Regions from separate parts of the Macaca mulatta genome. Here region 1 is linked to region 2. The links are chromatin contacts, called in public Hi-C maps. All regions are on one chromosome and are shown on one strand. The core of a region is the stretch at or near the end of the contact, and the rest is flanking DNA. Distances in the headings are between cores, read along the strand shown. Region 1 holds the start of SLC12A6 (solute carrier family 12 member 6). Region 2 holds the start of EMC4 (ER membrane protein complex subunit 4).

Evidence for each region. A called contact is a pair of places that touch in the nucleus more often than the background predicts.
Region 1: a Hi-C map of CD4 T cells shows a contact between it and region 2, with 4 times the contacts expected there. The contact joins the promoter of SLC12A6 here to the promoter of EMC4 in region 2. A contact is called at or near these places in 3 of 14 Hi-C or Micro-C datasets (CD4 T cells, fetal cortex germinal zone and fibroblasts).

What each region holds. Positions count from the first base shown.
Region 1 is chr7:11,530,735-11,534,244 of T2T-MMU8v2.0, reverse strand. It overlaps SLC12A6 (solute carrier family 12 member 6), which reads left to right and starts at 1,557. Exons shown (of 26, transcript XM_077939071.1): 1 at 1,557-3,197.
Region 2 is chr7:11,418,858-11,422,672 of T2T-MMU8v2.0, reverse strand. EMC4 (ER membrane protein complex subunit 4) reads right to left here and starts at 1,679. Exons shown (of 5, transcript NM_001260989.1): 1 at 1,521-1,679; 2 at 1,074-1,188. The coding sequence starts at 1,606.

The sequences.
Region 1 (3,510 bases), core at 308-2,807, 110 kb before region 2:
AGACTTTATAAAATAGAGTCAAGCTTTAGGAGGTTTACACTTGACATTCGAATTTTTCATTTTGCCACCAGGATCTTTTTAACTTTTTTTTTTTTTTTTTTTTTTTTTTGAGACGGAGTCTCGCTGTGTCTCCCAGGCTGGAGTGCAGTGGCCTGATCTCGGTTCACTGCAAGCTCCGCCTCCCGGGTTCACGCCATTCTCCCGCCTCAGCCTCCCAAGTAGCTGAGACTACAGGCGCCCGCCACCATGCTCGGCTAGTTTTTTGTATTTTTAGTAGAGACGGGGTTTCACCATGTTAGCCAGGATAGTCTCGATCTCCTGACCTCGTGATCCACCCGCCTCGGCCTCCCAAAGTGCTGGGATTACAGGCCTGAGCCACCGCGCCCGGCCCTTTTTAACTTTTTTAATCCTTTATTCCTTGAAAGGATTTGGACTGTGTGTCATTTGATAAGAGAGAACTTACTGGAATACAGTTCCCATCGCTAGGAGTGGTGCTTACCCATAACCACTTGTGAGGAGCACAGACCCCAGGCAAAGCCAGCGGCCGGTTTCTGGACCCAGGAGATTGTTAAATTTAGAGGTCTTGATCACAGCTATAGGAAACAGCTTTTCAAACAAAACATCGATGAGTCAAAATTTATGGAACACCTCCATGTATACATTAAATAAACACTAAGAAAAAATATTCTAGCGACAATAAATGTAGTGGTGAAAACATGGAATGGATTTGAGAAAATACCTCAATGTCTTCTCCAGGTATAAAAAATGTATTATTCAATGGAATTTTCAGTCCAACTAGAAGGTGGACATAGCATTTACTAAAGGACAAGAACAAGAAAAAAAATTAAAGTAGGACAAGTGTGTTTAAGGTACTTTAATTTACAGTTTTATTTTTGTTTGTTTATTTTTTTGAGAGGAAGTTTTGCTCTTGTTCCCCAGTGCAGTGGTGCATTCTCGGCTCACTGCAACTTTCGCCTCCCGAGTTCAAGCGATTCTCCTGCCTCATCCTAAGGAGTAGCTGGGATTACAGGCACACGCCAGCACTCCCGGCTAATTTTTGTATTTTTGGTAGAGACAGGGTTTCGCCGTGTTGGCCAGGCTGGTCTGGAACTCCTGACCTCAGGTGATATGCCCGCCTCAGCCTCCCAAAGTGCTAGGATTACAGTCGCGAACCACTGCGCCCGACCTACTTTATAGTTTTATTTAATTTTTTTTTAACATAAAAATGCTTTATTTTAGACCTCTAAGTGAAAATTACAATGAGGGTTATTCCCAGGTATAGGAGCGGTGTTTCTGGTTTATAAAGAAATCATGAATGATGTTTTCAGAGACACTCGTGAAAAAGAAATGGCTCCTCGGGTTCTGAGGGTGAGGAGGAGCGCCCGCCCCCTCAGATGTAGAGTGAGTGTGCGGCACAGCCGGACCAAGGAAAAGGATTTTACCCCCTTCACGCGGGTCGGGCCGTGCCCTGGACTACAGCTCCCGTCGTGCCCCTGGCCACTCGCATTCGGCCCCGCCCCGCCTGCCGTGTCCCGCGGCGAGCGCAGGCGTGCTGCACTCTGTCACCGCGGGCTGCGGCGGTTGGGCGGGGCTTTCGGGCGCCCGCGGGACGGTTCCGCCCTCTGACTGCACCCCCGGGCTTCTCTTCGCAAGGTTCACCTCGAATGAAGAAGAAGCGGGGAGGGAAGGGAAGGGCTGCGGCGGCGCGGGCGCAGCCCGTCGGGCCCGGGGCTGGGGAAGGCCAGGTCACGTAACTGCTGCTCTGGCGTCGGGCCGGGGAGGGGGCGCCAGTCCCGGCAGCGCGAACCCTGCGCGCGCCGCGGCTCCGAAACAGTTACCGGCTAGTAAACAACAGCTGCGCGCGCATCCGCATCAGCTGGCGCCGGGATACCGCACCTGCGACCTCCTTCTCCCTCAGCCCGCTGCTCAGGCCAGCTTGCGGGGCCGTCTCCTCTGCTGGGACCCGAAGGAAGAACGGCGAGGGGGTGACCTGCGCCGGGGCGGGGGTTGGGGAGAACGCGCCTCCGGCAAAGGGGGTGGCCCGTCCTGTCACACGCCGGAGAAACCTAGCGAGCGGACCGTGGCTCAGTGGACTAGCTACGACTTGCCACGACTCTGAGCTGCAGTCCGAGGTGTCTTGATCCGCTAACCTCCTCCCAGACCCCGAGGACATTTCTGCTAGGAGAAGAGCGGGCGCGCCACCGCCACCGACCTCTCGGAGACAGGAATCCGCTCTGCCCCTGCATCCTACTCTGCTCGCCCTTCTCTCAGTAGTGTGGGTTATTTTTCCCGTTATGCATGCGCACCTTTCCCACCAGACCCAAGTGGATTGTCGACATCAAAAACACCGGGTGGCTTTGCATACACCTCCCCTCAGCCAGACCTGTGGGGTATTCACCTGATACACAACAGGTGGCCGGGTGTACACCTTTTTGCAATCTGATCCACGCTGTAGTCGCCTGATAAAGGTTGGCCTGCACGCACTTCGCTCAACTAGAACCGTGGGACACTCACCAGATAAAGGACTACCTCGACGGGAACCTGGGGGCTGAGGGGAGGGAGGCTTCCTCTGCTGCCCTGAGACCATGGCACTGAGCCTTCAGCCCCGGACCAGAGGGGATAGCTAGGTAGCTCTTCATTCTGAAGGAAAGAAATCACACAAGATTGGCATTGTTTTGTCTTTTTGTTTTTTGTTTTTTTCTCTCTTAAAATACAAATTCACCTATCGGTGATGCACTTTCTAGGACAGTCGGCTTGAATTCTGAGTAGGATTCTTAGTTGGGGTTTTTTGTGTGGTGTGAATCAAGGTTATTGAAATGTGTTATTTTTCAAGTTATCTTTTGTATTATTGCAGTCAACAGTAGCTAACGTAAGAGGAGGATTTTGCGAGGTTCCCCCCACTTTTTTGGTTCTTGAAACGAACAAAATGCATCCTCCAGAAACCACCACCAAGATGGCTTCAGTTCGGTTCATGGTGACACCGACAAAGATCGATGACATTCCAGGTTTGTCAGACACCAGTCCGGACCTCAGCTCTCGATCTAGTTCCCGAGTAAGATTTAGCTCCCGGGAAAGTGTGCCTGAAACAAGCCGTAGTGAGCCTATGAGTGAGATGTCTGGGGCCACCACTTCGCTGGCAACTGTTGCACTGGATCCACCCAGTGACCGGACTTCTCACCCCCAGGATGTCACCGAGGGTAAGTAGAAACACAGGCCGCAGCATACTTTCATTACTGGCTTCTTTATCCAAGATGACCATCAATGGATCTGAAAGATCATAATCATATAATTATGATTATAATAGTCATCAGGAACCAAGGCAACTCTTTGTGAGATGCTTAGGAACTCTTTGGAGTAATAACATAGTGGCTCTTTGCAGTAGTAATTTGTCATGTGGGAAGCTGTATGACAAGAAGGAAGGCAAATGTATATTTTAACTTCCTCATTTTTGTCTTCTTAGAAATGAAATGGGTATTTTGATTAAGGGTGAATATCAAAGAATGTAATCGT
Region 2 (3,815 bases), core at 430-2,929:
ATCTCTACTAAAAATACAAAAAAATTTAGCCAAGCGTGGTGGCAGGTGCCTGTAATCCCAGCTACTCGGGAGGCTGAGGTAGGAGAATTGCTTGAACCCGGGAGTCAGAAGTTGCAGTGAGTCAAGGTCATGCTATTGCATTCCAGCCTGGGTGACAACAGCAAGACTGTCTCAAAAGAAAAGAAGTAATGGCAGTCTAAAAATAAAGTAAGCATCCATTTCAAGAAACTAGAAAAAACCCAAGAATTTTTGAAAAGATTAATAAAATCAATACTGGTGATGGGTACAGTGACCTGTAAAAATAAATGAAAATAACTTTTAAAAAATCAATACTGGTAAGCCGAAAAGGAGAGGAGACAAATATTCAACATCAGGAATGAAAAAACGAACATCACAGATCTTGCATATATGGAAGTGATCATTATTATGAACAACTTTATGTCAATACATTTGAAATTTTAGGAAATCGGTAACTTCCTAGAAAAAATGTAACAAAATGACAGCAGAAATTAGAAAGAAATATAAATAGCCCCGGGCAGAGCATGGTGGCTCATGCTTGTAATCCCAGCACTTTGGGAGGCCCAGGCGGATGGATCACCTGAGGTCAGGAGTTCAAGACCAGCCTGGCAAACATGGTGATACCCTGTCTGTAACTAAAAATACAAAAATTAGCCAGGCAACTGCAGAAATCTAGATGAAGGATGGTGGCTTGGATCGGGATGAGAGGTGAACACAGCAAAAAGTAGTAAGGAAAGTCAACAACATCCTGACAGTTGGATGTGTGGTGTAAGGGAACTAGAATAGAAAAAGATCACTTCAACTGGAAGATGTTGCCACCAAAAGATAGTTTTCAACCTACTTTCTTACACCTTATGTTCCAAACATCTTTTATTTTTCAAACTGTTAAGCACTTTTGTAGGTGATATATAAAATACCGAAATACCAGTTTCAAGCAGTTTAGTTTCCAAATATTCAGGATAAGAGCTATCTACGTTAATTCCACCTGGGAGAAGAGGATGGGTGAATAAGTCAGGACTGGCCCAAGGACTGCGGTAACATCTATACCTCTGTACCTTCTCCACCAGGATCCGATCTGTCTCTTGCACGCTGGTATCAGGCACTTGCTTGTCCAAGTAACCGACTGGGTAGAGAGAGTCTCCCTGGCCACTGCCCCGGTCACTTCGACCCCTAAAAAACCAAACCAAGAAATTAAAGCTGCAAACTCCGACACTTCTTATCCCACATTTCCTGATCTACCAATCATAGCAATAAAGATCTTCAGATGCACCTACTCAGATTAGACCAAGCCCCCTCGTGTGTTCCTCAGTCCCTTGACTTATCAGGACTGATGTAAGCATTCTTTGAGCACAGAAACCTTCACAGCAGGAAAGCCGCTACGTCCCCAGGTGATGTCTGTGTGCCACCCATCTTTTTCAAAGTTATGCCTGAGGGCTCAGGTCTCATTACTCTGGTGCAGTTCTGGGACGAACAGGGATGTACAGCTTGCCCAGGTGCCTCACCGGCTGCCTCCTCCAGGCCCGCTTAGCTCAATGGCCCACTTGAAGCGCCGGCCTCGGTTAGCCACCAGACCCCCCTGGGCCGTCATGGCAACAGCTGCGTGCTACAGCCGCGAAGCTTCTCACTCCAAAGCGTACTCCGCAACAGGCCCACCGGCGTTCCCCGCTTTGTCGCACTCTGCAAATACACTTCCGGCGCGTTAATACAGACGTCATTTCCGCCCTGGAAATTGGCGGCGTTGCGGGTTGAAGAGTCCCGGTTTGGATTTAGAAAATCAGGGAGGGAAAAAAAGCAGGCAAGACTTGGTGCTTCCTAAAGCCACTTCCGCGCGCTCCCTTTTTGAATGTGCTTGTTATATGTTCCCTGACCTCTGAGGTGCACTTCATGGGGCTGAAGGAACGTCCCTACTGACTCAGCATTAAGAATTGGTGGGCGGATCACCTGAGGTCAGGAGTTCGACACCAGCCTGGCTAACATGGTGAAACCCCGTCTCTACTAAAAATACAAAAAAAATTAGCCGGGCGTGGTGGCGGCGCCTGTAATCCCAGCTCCTTAGGGGGCTGAGGCAGGAGAATCGCTTGAACCCGGGAGGCGGAGGTTGCAATGAGCCGAGATCACACCACTGTACGCCAGCCTGGGTTACAGAGTGAGACTCCGTCTCAAAAAAAAAAAAAAAAGAAAGAAAGAAAAAAAGAATTGAAGCCAAGAAAAGCTTCTTAACCTCCTACGCGCTCCCTGGAACAAAAGATTCAAATCCTGGATTTAAATCCTAGCTTGACCTTGAGCGAGTTCCTTAGTAGTTTCTGAGTATTGAATGTCCACTGTGTCCCAGGAGCTCGGTGTTTCTTTTATTTCACTTGCACAGTAACCTTGCGAGGTAAACAGTTTTAACCACATTCTGCACAAAGGCAAGGCGACATTGTGGGCATGGAAAGGGACATGGGCTCGGTATTCAGATAGCCTGCGTTTGTTGTTGTTGTTTGTTTTGGCTTTGTTTTTTTTTGAGACAGGGTTTTACTCCGTTGCTGAGGCTGTAGTGCCGTGGCGCTATCACGGCTCACTGCAGCCTCGACTTCCCGGGCTCAAACGATCTTCCCACCTGAGCGTTCCGAGGAGCTAGGACCACAGGGCGCGCCACCACGCCCAGTTTTTTTGTTTGTTTGTTTTTGTTTTTTTGAGACAGTTTAGCTATGTTGCCCAGGCTGCTCTCAAACTCTTGGGTTCAAGTGACTCTCCTGCCTTGGCCTCCCAAAATGTCGAGATTACAGGCATGAATGAGCCACTGCACCCAGCAGATGGCCTCCTTTTGAATCCTGGTTTCACCACTTAAAAATTGTATGACCTTGGGCAAGTTAAATCAATTGTGTTTCAGCCTCTTCATGTAAAAGTTGGATAATCTGCCAATTTTCAAGGCTTGTGAGATTAGTGCCCACCACATATGTGGTGTTTGGTTGGTTCGTTTGTTTGAGACGGAGTTTTGCTCTTGGTTGCCCAGGCTGGAGTGCAATGGCACGATCTCAGCTCACTGGAACCTCCGCCTCCAGGGTTCAAGCGATTCTCCTGCCTCAGCCTCCCAAGTAGCAGGGATTACAGGCATGCGCCACCACGCCCAGCTAATTTTGTATTTTTAATAGAGACGGGGTTTCTCCATGTTGGTCAGGCTGTTCTCGAACTCCCGACCTCAGGTGATCTGCCTGCCTGGGCCTCCCAAAGTGCTAGGATATGTGGTGTTTTTAATGATGTGTTACATCATTGCCAAATCACACCACTGATGTGTTTTTAATGACATGTCATTAAATAATGTATGTCATTCTTTCAAGTGATTGGGTTTTGTATTGAATTGTATACCTTTTTCATAATTTAGCCTATTATTGGACATTTGTTTCCTGTTTTTCTTCCTTTTATAACCAGTGTTGCTGTGAACATATCTGTATGTTTTATTTCCTAAAGTTAGAGTCCTAGAAGTGAAATTGGAATTGCTGGATCAAAGAGTATGCATGTTTTTAAAGAATTTTCATTTTAAATGCCCACTAGGAGCCAGGCATGGTGGCTCACACCTGTCATCGCAGAACTTTGGGAGGCTGAGGCAGGAGGATTGCTTTAGCTCAGGAGTTCAAGACCAGCCTGGGCAACATAGTGAGACCTTGTCTCTGCAAACAACAAAAAGAATTAAAATGCCCACTAGGATAAATGGCACCATTTACATTTCACAGTGTAAAATTTTTTTAATAGTTTGAATTGGTACTACATTATTTTTTAATTTGTATTTCTTTGACTCCAAGTTATTTGATATGGCT